2 separate regions of the Capra hircus genome follow, and region 1 is linked to region 2. Evidence: chromatin contacts called from public Hi-C data. All regions are on one chromosome and are shown on one strand. Each heading gives the region's core, a stretch centred on a gene start, on an enhancer-like site or on the middle of the called end of the contact. The rest is flanking DNA. Distances are from core to core; before and after follow the strand shown. Region 1 has its middle 94 kb from the start of SPATA13. Region 2 overlaps SPATA13 (spermatogenesis-associated protein 13).

Region 1 (4,242 bases), core at 634-3,133, 150 kb after region 2:
AGCTGTGTTCTGCTGAGCCAAACGTTAAAGGCGTCTGCAAAGCTTCAGAACAGTAATACACTCCTTACTCCTTTTCCTCTGTCTTGAAAAATATACTTAATTCTCATAAAAGTATGTTATTTCTGTTATGGGATTCTTACTGTACCTTGTAAATAAATTAATAAGTATTTTGAAAACATCTCAATTTTATTTGTTTAACATAGTAAATATTAGTCGTCTAGCCCATTGTAGACAAAAGCTGTTTGAAATCCTTGGTTTTTAAGAGCAGAAAGGGGTCCTGAGATCAACAGGCTTGAGAAAGCCTGCCTCATAAGAATGGAATACACTCAGGAGTATGCATCCTATCAGTCCTGTTTCTCTGGCATGTGTCTGCTCAAGTCTGCGTCTTGCTTCTTTTAAGTTAGGCTGTGTGCCCAGAGCTCCTGCCTGCAAGGTTCCCACTACTCTCTTCCAAGTCTCCATGGCCAAAGCTAAACCAGGTGGCTTAAGAAGATCACATACGGAGAACACACTTGAACTGACGGAGAAGTGGCCAGCATTCCAAACCACTTTATCTCTCAGGACCTGCTAGAATTCACTATTAGCCCACAGTGAGCATTATAGCCTCTATCTAACACAAGCATTGAGCATGGAATGATTGAATCCAACCCTTTTCATGTAGAATTTGGTCTCCTATGTTATATTATGTGATCCAGAGCAGAAAGGATAGTAGTTTTGTTTTTTACATTAAACTCCACCACTTGGCAGTAACTGTATCAAGAGGAGCAGACTAGTAGGTTTTGTAAAGAAGGTTCCCCTGGGTTTGAACTGAGAGAGATTATTATACTGCTGGACTTCTCAGCTGAGGGCCCTTCTTGACCAAGACCGCAAATCCCAGAATTCCCAGCATCATTCCAGGAGTCTAAACAGTCTTTTAAACAGCTGCTGAGTGTCACTGGTCTCATGATTCCTTAAAGGAATTTGTCCGTGGGAGGGGGAAGTCACCGCCCATGAGTCTTCATTAAATGTTGAAGGCTGACTGTGGCGATGAAAGAAACAGGATGGAATTCTCAGAATCTTGGTGTTGATAAACAGTCCCCTCCTCCATAAACAAGGGACTTGCTACAGCAAACCTAAGGCCCCCATCCTTCTGTTCAGGGAAAAGCCCATAATTGATGAAAAAAAAAAAAAAGGAAACGCGTAGTTTCCACAATTGCAGTTACCCAGGCTTCCCGATCTCACCTTTTTCTTTCAAATTGGAGTATTGCTGCTTTACAATTTTGCATTAGTTTCTACTGTACAGAAAAGTGAGTCAGCTATAGGTATACATATATCCCCTCTTTTTCGGATTTCCTTCCCATTCAGGCCATCACAGAACACTGAGTAGAGTTTCCCTAGATATACAGTAGGTTCTCATTGGTTTTACACGTAGTATCAATGGCTCATATATGTCGACCCTAATCTCCCTATCCGTCCCATCCTCTCCTCCCACCTTGGTATCCATATATTTTTTTTCTACGTGTGTGTCTTGATTCAAGTTCTACAAACAGCTTCCCCTGTACCTTTTTCGATTCCACTTCTATGCACTAATGTATAGTATTTGCTTTTCTCTTTCTGACTTATTTCACTCTCTGACTTATTTCACTCTGTATGAAATAAATCTAAGTCCATCATGTCTCTGAAAATGGCACAATTTCGTTCTTTTTATGGCTTACTTTAACATGTTTCTCCTGGCACTCACCTCCCGAGGCTCCACACAGGTGGAGCCATAGGACTCACCTGCCAAAAGGTGGATGGCAAGACAGCCGGGGCAAAGGTGATTTTCACCAGAGCCACACCAGCAATATCCTAGACAGAGCTGCCCCTCACCAGGCACGAGATCAGGGACTCCAGGCACCCACAGCCCCTTGGCAGCCAGGGCCAGGGACCCAGAGCCTTGCCAGCCCCTGAAACTGAGGCCAAATTGGCTACTTTGCGTCCACTTTCTCCTAAGCCCTCCTTCACATCAGGTCAAGTACAAAGTCAATTTACCAGCCTGAGCAGGAACCAGGAGGTTAGCAGAACATGTGGGACCGGGGAAGGCTCCAGGAAGACTTGTGCACACAGATTCCATCGGCATTCTCTGGAGTGGAAGGCAGTCTCCCACCAGGACCTGAGGATCTCTCCCTCGACTCCCAGTGCCCTTAGGCCCCATCAAAACACAAGAGTGAGCAGCAGCTTTCCAGCCTCTCAACTCCACTGCTTTGACTTTCGTCTCCATTAGATTTAGGAAATTCTATTTTCCGAGCAGTTTCTGTTTGATGTGGTGGCTTCACACACCATGCAGAGGCTGGGTGAGTGGTCCTGCTCCCAGAGGGTCCAGTCCAACCTCCTGGGTGTATCCCCGGGGGACCTCCATCCCATACCTAAACCCGGGGGAACCTTCTGTGGGCCCACAGAGTTAAAGGCTTTTAAACAGTAATTTGACGCCTTACTTAGCTAGCTGAAAATGTGACTTTCTTCTTTCTCTCCATTAAATATTTTATTAAGTGAAACTTTGCAACAACCCAAATTGAGCCAAACCAATAAATGAGTCAAATACCTAACCCCGGCCAGAACTACATCAAATACCTCCGTGTTCCCAGTTTAGGTGACCCAGAAAACAAAGATGAAGCCTCAGATCTACTGACTCAACCGAGCTGCACTGAACTGAACTGCGAGGATGCCCATCAGCCAGAACCTCAGTGACCCTCCAGGGCAGGGCTGCTGGATGGACCCAGGGCCTTCAGGTTTCCTCCTATTTGGGTCAAACTTAGCTCTCAAGTGTCAGGTTACTTTGGAGTTATTCTGCTCCTGAACCAGATGCTCCCATGCTCCCCAGACTCTAGCGTCTTATTTGCAATCCCAAGCTTCCGCGTTTCCATCGTTACAGAAATAAGCCAGCAGGCTTTCCTCGGCCAGCCACCCCATGAACAAACACAAAATGAAACCCAAGGTGTTTGTCATTGCTCCCTGGGAAACCGCTGGCAGAGGCAAAGGGGGCTGACTCCAGCCACACCCCCCTCCTGCCAGTGCCACGTGAGTCACCGTGAGAAGCCACGCCCTATGTACACAGCACACAGAGTAACTGTGGGTGAAAAGCGACCTAAAAACGGAGCAGGGGGACCCGGAGAAGCAACTGCCCAGAGAGAAGCTTGTCCACACAGTGCAGAGAAGACTCTGGAGACCCAGGAGTCAGTTTCCCAGGCCTGGAATGTTGCACACAGTACAAGTGATGAATGCGCCACACAGACATAAAAGGAGAATTTTCTAGAGTTGACTGAGATGGTCAGGTCCCCAGGGCAGGTCACCATCGTAGTCATCTTTGCATCCACGGCACCTGGTGTGCTGATCACGTTGACACCTGACGTGTGCTTATCACTTGTCCTTTCTGATTATTACAGCATTAATTTTGTTGCATATTCCCCAGCTTGGACAGAGGAGCCTGGGCGGGGGGGGGGGGGGGGGCGGGCTGCAGTCCATGGGGTCGTAAAGTGTCACTTTCACTTTGCTTTACTTTCCTCAGCCTGAAGACCATGTAATTACCTTAGGTCACTTAACTTTCCTTTTTCTGATTCCAAGTTCACCAAGCTGGTAGCAGATGTGTCCTTCCACCCCACCCCCATCTTGCCACCTGAAAAATCCCTGAGAGTGGATGCAGGGATTCTGGTCACTGAAAAGGACCACCCTTCACTGTAAGTCAATACACTTGTACTGGAATTCCGGCCTCTGAGATGTATCCCTACGAATCAGTTCTCTAGAATCAGATTAGCGTCAGGTAAACTGATACGATCGAGTTTCTGAACCAGAAAAGCCACCAACAAGCTCCTGGTCTGTGCTAAATCTCTCCAGTGACCCCTGTGGCGGAGGGCAGCTCCTGTCTAAACCATGCGCCTGGCCCGGCTCCAGCACCACGACTGTCCACCGGAGGGCTTCCTGCCAGCAGCAGGTCTGATTGTGGCATAAATAAATAAGTAAATCACAACTAGACACATAACAGGCTTTAACACTTTAGCCACTTAGTATAGTAAAAGGTATTGAGCGAGGGAAGCGAACGCAACAAGGTGGGTGAACACGCAGGCTTTGGAGATCAGAAGAGCTAAGATCATATCTGGGTTGTTAACTTCCGAATTTAAGCAAATTATTAAATGTTTCTGAATCTCGATTTTCTCTGTGAAGTTGAGGTAATTAAGCTACCTATTTCGTTAGGTTTGAAGGGGATGATCTACACTGTACCTTCCACTG
Region 2 (4,588 bases), core at 63-2,562:
ATGGACCCAGAGATTATCATCAGTCAGTCAAACACAGAAAGACAAGTATCATATGATACCACTTATATGTGGAATTTAAAAAAAGGGTACAAGTGAAGTTACCTACAAAAGAGAAATGAGTGACAGATGTAGAAAACAAACTTACGGTTACCAGGAGATAAGGGGAGAGAGGGATAAGTCGGGGGATTGTGACTGACAGATACACACTGCCGTCGCTGCTGCTTAGTCACTTTAGTCGTGTCCAACTCTGTGTGACCCCGTGGACTGCAGCCTCCCAGGCTCCTCTGTCCATGAGATTCTCCAGGCAAGAATACTGGACTGCGTTGCCATGCCCTCCTCCAAGGGATCTTCCCGACTCACAGATGGAACCCGGGTCTCCTGCCCTGCAGGCAGAGTCTTTACCACCGAGCCACCAGGGAAGCCCACATATACACTGCTAAGTCGCTTCAGTCGTGTCCGACTCTGTGCGGCCCCATAGACGGCAGCCCACCAGGCTCTGCCGTCCCTGGGATTCTCCAGGCAAGAACACTGGAGTGGGTTGCCATTTCCTTCTCCAATATATACACCACTATATATAAAATAGATAACTAACAAAGCTCAGGTAACGCAGGCCTGCAGGAGAAATGGCCCAGAGGCTGCATTTGCTATCCAAGGCTGCCTCTCTCAGCAGGTTCACAGACGATGTGTCTTAAGGGGACTGAGTCTGGGCTGCTGCGTGGCCCAGCATGCGGGCACTTGGTCTGATGGGGCAAGCGCTAAACCAGATCAGCCTACTAACCAGCTGGGTGTGCCTGAACGAGTCACCACTAACCTCTCAGGATCTGAGATTCCAGACCAGACAACCCCACAGGTGGAGAGTCTGCCGCCCGGAATTCGATGACACTTCCCAAGTTCTCAAGTGACTGTTTCAGAGGCAATGCCATGTACCAGGAGAAACCCGAAGGTGTGGGAGTGGGCAGACTTCTGTCTAGTCCTCCTGGCCTGGGGTTGGCTCGTGGCTCCAGGCTTCAGCCACTGCTCCCATCTAGGTCCTGGGAGGACAAAGTGCAACCGTAGGGATCAGAGTGCCCGCCCACCTCAGCCCTGGTGAGTCACTGCTCTCAAAGAGCCGCACGGAAGAACAACCACGAGGGCTCAGCCCGCAGACCTTCCACGTCTGGGCTCAGAGCAAGCAGCGGTCCCTAGGAGCCTGGTGTCTTCAGCCCCTCCGTCCCGAGACACTGTGTAACAACGACTTGAAAATAAAACAGAACCCCACCCAGGGAGGGCTGGAACAACCAGGCAAGTCAAGAGACGGCAGGGCAGGCAGAGCGGCCGCTCTGGTTGTCTCCCCACCCTCAAACCCCCAGAGCCCTGCCCTGAGGACTGGACAAGTGAGCCCCGCCTCTCGCCAATCAGTGGCAACTGAGACCTGAAATGCAGGTAATGTACTTCTAATCTGAGACCCAGGGAAGTCTGGTGACTTGCTCAGGGCCACGCAGCCGGTCAGCAGTAACAGACACCAGGTGTGGGCCTTGTAACCCGTCCCCACTACGCCATGACGCGCCCATATGCCAAGTCGTTTTTTAGTCCCTCAGTCGTGTCTGACTCTTTGTGACCCCATGGACGGTAGCCCACCAGGCTCCTTTGTCCATGGGATTTCCCAGGCAAGAATATTGGAGTGGGTTGCCATTTCTTTCTCCAGATATACCAAGTCACCTCTGCTCAGAAGGCAGTGGGCTCTGGCAAACTCCACTCCCTTCCGACCTGCCAGTTCGATTTTTACAGCCTGGACGTCTATGTCCAATTCAAGTCACCATGGACAGGGTCCAGAACACACCATGGTGAATAAACACCACTTTGAGCTGCAGACTGAGCTGGAGACACGTAAGAACAGGCTTTCCTTTTACCTGAAAGCAGGAGAACTCAGTTGTCATAAATCCCTTCCCTCCCTTGCAAGGAAAAGGTATTCTTTTCCTTCCAACCAGGGAAGACTGACTCTTATCACTGAGAGGAGAAGCCCTCAGCTAAACAGACACTGGCACAAAACTAGCCTGTCTCCCTCCTGTTCTACAGGGCCCTCATCTTTCCTAAAAGTCACTCATTTTCCATAAGTGGCTTTTCCTACCGCTTTCCCCTGTTAAGATGCCCTAACCACTTCTTGCAGTCAGTTTTCTGTGAACTCCCACTTAACTCACATGAATAAAAGTCAACTTTTGTCAGTTTAATTTGCATACATACCTCCAGAAAAAAAACATACGAGGGTGTATTAAAACATTTTCCTCTGACACCATGGGAAAATATGAGAATAACTAGGGAAAAGTTTGTATTATTATAATTTTTGCAGTATGCACATATAAAAAACAGGCTATTATGGGCTGTTTAGTTCATTTACTAAATCAAACAGCACAGACAACTTAAGCACACAGTGAGAAAAAAACTCATTTATATCATCATCCTGTGATAAAAAGGTTCAGAAACAGCATGCTAGCAAAAGTAGAAGTACAAAAAAATTGCAGACAATAAACTGATCACAAATCTACATGCCGTTGTTGTTGGGCTTTGTTTGTTTGTTTTTCACTTATGCAACCCGCTTTCCTCATTGATACAGAAAAGAAAAACAGAGAGACAGACAGATGGGTTTAGGAAAACCAGCGGCTGGACAGATCAGGTAACAAATCCTTCTGAGAGCAAACACGCTCCAGGAAGTGATGGGGGCGGGTGAAAGGAAGGTGTGCAGAGGCAGGAAATGAGACGCTGGCTCCTTTAAGCTCATGCCCACGGGGCAGCTCAGGGAGAACCAGCTGTGGCTGTGCTTTGAAACCGTGCAGCCTCGCCAGAGACAGGAAAGGAGAGAGCTCGCCTTCTGGGTGGTGCAGAATTGTAATACATAAAACCAAAATGTACACTTTACTCAAAGCAGAAGTCCAGAGGGAGAGAGGGACAGATGGGGGAAAACCCCTGACTGAAGCTCACATCTGAACAGCGAGGCTTTGCCAGGAGACATATGCCTTGCAAGACACATGTGAAGTGTCCCACAAATTCTAAAACTGAATCACTGAGCAAACTTTACATGCTTCTGAAATATGGCCATCCAGGGGACACAGCTTTGATTGCAACTCTTCCTAGAACTACAGACACCAGCGAGCCAAGACCTACCCCAACTCTGCCACAGGCAGTGGTCCCCAGACGCTCTGAAGATCAGCAGGTAACCACATCCATGTTCTCCAAGAGTGTTTCCTTGCTTTAGAAACACTCTCTCTGAGTGTAGGTGGCCGGGCCAGAGCCCCACCTGGTCTACCTTCTCACAGTCCAGCAGCTCAGCGCAGAACCACCCAGGGCTCAGAAAGCCTGACCTAGACCTGCCAATTCACACCCGTCATCAACGTTTGTACACAGACATGTGTGTGGCCTCATTAACCCTTGCTTCCCGGCACAGTTTAAAGTGCTTTCCGTAGCCTGTGGGAAGAAAGCTGGATATGGAATCAAAAGAGAAATACTGCTGACTCTGAGTGTGCGTGCTCAGTCGTGTCCGACTCTGTGACCCCACGGACTGCACCTGCCAGGCTCCTCTGTCCATGGGATTCTCCAGGCAAGAACACTGGAGTGGGTTGCAATTTCCTTCTCCTGGGAATCTTCCCCACCCAGGAATCAATCCTGCATCTCCTGCATTGGCAGTTGGGTTCTATACCACTGAGCCACTTGGGAAGCCCTCAAAAGAGAAACTCATGAGCAATTAATGCTTGCTGTCTCCCTGGAGAGTGCAGCGCTGGTGTTACAGACTTTAGTTGTCCTGACAGGTGTAAAACTGATGATTAAATGTGCTGAAAAGAGCCTGTGAGCCTATGGCCTTTGTAACTTGTTTGATGGGCAGAATAGGTAATTCATTAAAAATGCAAATATTAACGTTCACGTGGACACAATTTACTACTGATCACGCAGTTCTCTGAGCATAAAAAGACCCTTACTGATAACTACGAAAAATCTGGACTCTTGACGTCTCCCCTCCCCTGCCTTCATAATAATCATTCAGAGGAATTCCATCTGGGGGACTTCACACTCTCCCCGCCCCCCCGCCCCGCCCACGACTGTCCTACCATCTCAGAATCAACAGCAGCACAGTGCAAGAGCTGACTCCCTGGAAAAGGCCCCTGATGCTGGGAAAGATTGAGGGCTGGAGGAGAAAAGGATGAGATGGTTGGATGGCATCATTGACTCAATGGACATGAGTCTGAGCAAACTCCAGGGAAGCCTGGTGTGCTGCAGTCCATGGGGTCACAAAGAGTTGGACACAACTGAGTGACTAAACAACAAAAACAACAACAACAACATGAACAATAAAGAGTTGGACGTGACTGAAAAACAATAGAAATGTTCCAAAATCAAGAACCGTGTTTTAGAGCTGAATATGACAGAAGCCTATTGTCTAAACCTTCTTGGACAGGAGACCTTATTGATGACATCTGAGCTCCTCTACAGAGAAGAAGAGGAATCAGGATGCAGGGAAGCAGGCAGGGAGGCAGGGCTCGGCTTACTCTCTGGGGAGGGTGCTGAAGGATGGTGTCTGTGTTCGCAGCATCAGTGCACTTCAAGCCACAGTATGCCACTC

The links. A called contact is a pair of places that touch in the nucleus more often than the background predicts.
Region 1: a contact with region 2 is called in a Hi-C map of blood, with 5 times the contacts expected there. The contact joins two enhancer-like sites. A contact is called at or near these places in 2 of 5 Hi-C or Micro-C datasets (both in blood).

Annotation. Positions count from the first base shown.
Region 1 is chr12:52,671,263-52,675,504 of ARS1.2, forward strand. No RefSeq gene overlaps it. Among named protein-coding and RNA genes, the nearest start is that of SPATA13, 94 kb to the left of the region's middle. Within about 2 kb of position 1,884, at least 1 of the 5 cell types and tissues checked has an H3K27ac peak or open chromatin away from gene starts, as enhancers often do.
Region 2 is chr12:52,519,954-52,524,541 of ARS1.2, forward strand. All of the region lies in intron 2 of SPATA13 (spermatogenesis-associated protein 13), which reads right to left. Among named protein-coding and RNA genes, the nearest start is that of C1QTNF9, 52 kb to the left of the region's middle. Within about 2 kb of position 1,313, at least 1 of the 5 cell types and tissues checked has an H3K27ac peak or open chromatin away from gene starts, as enhancers often do.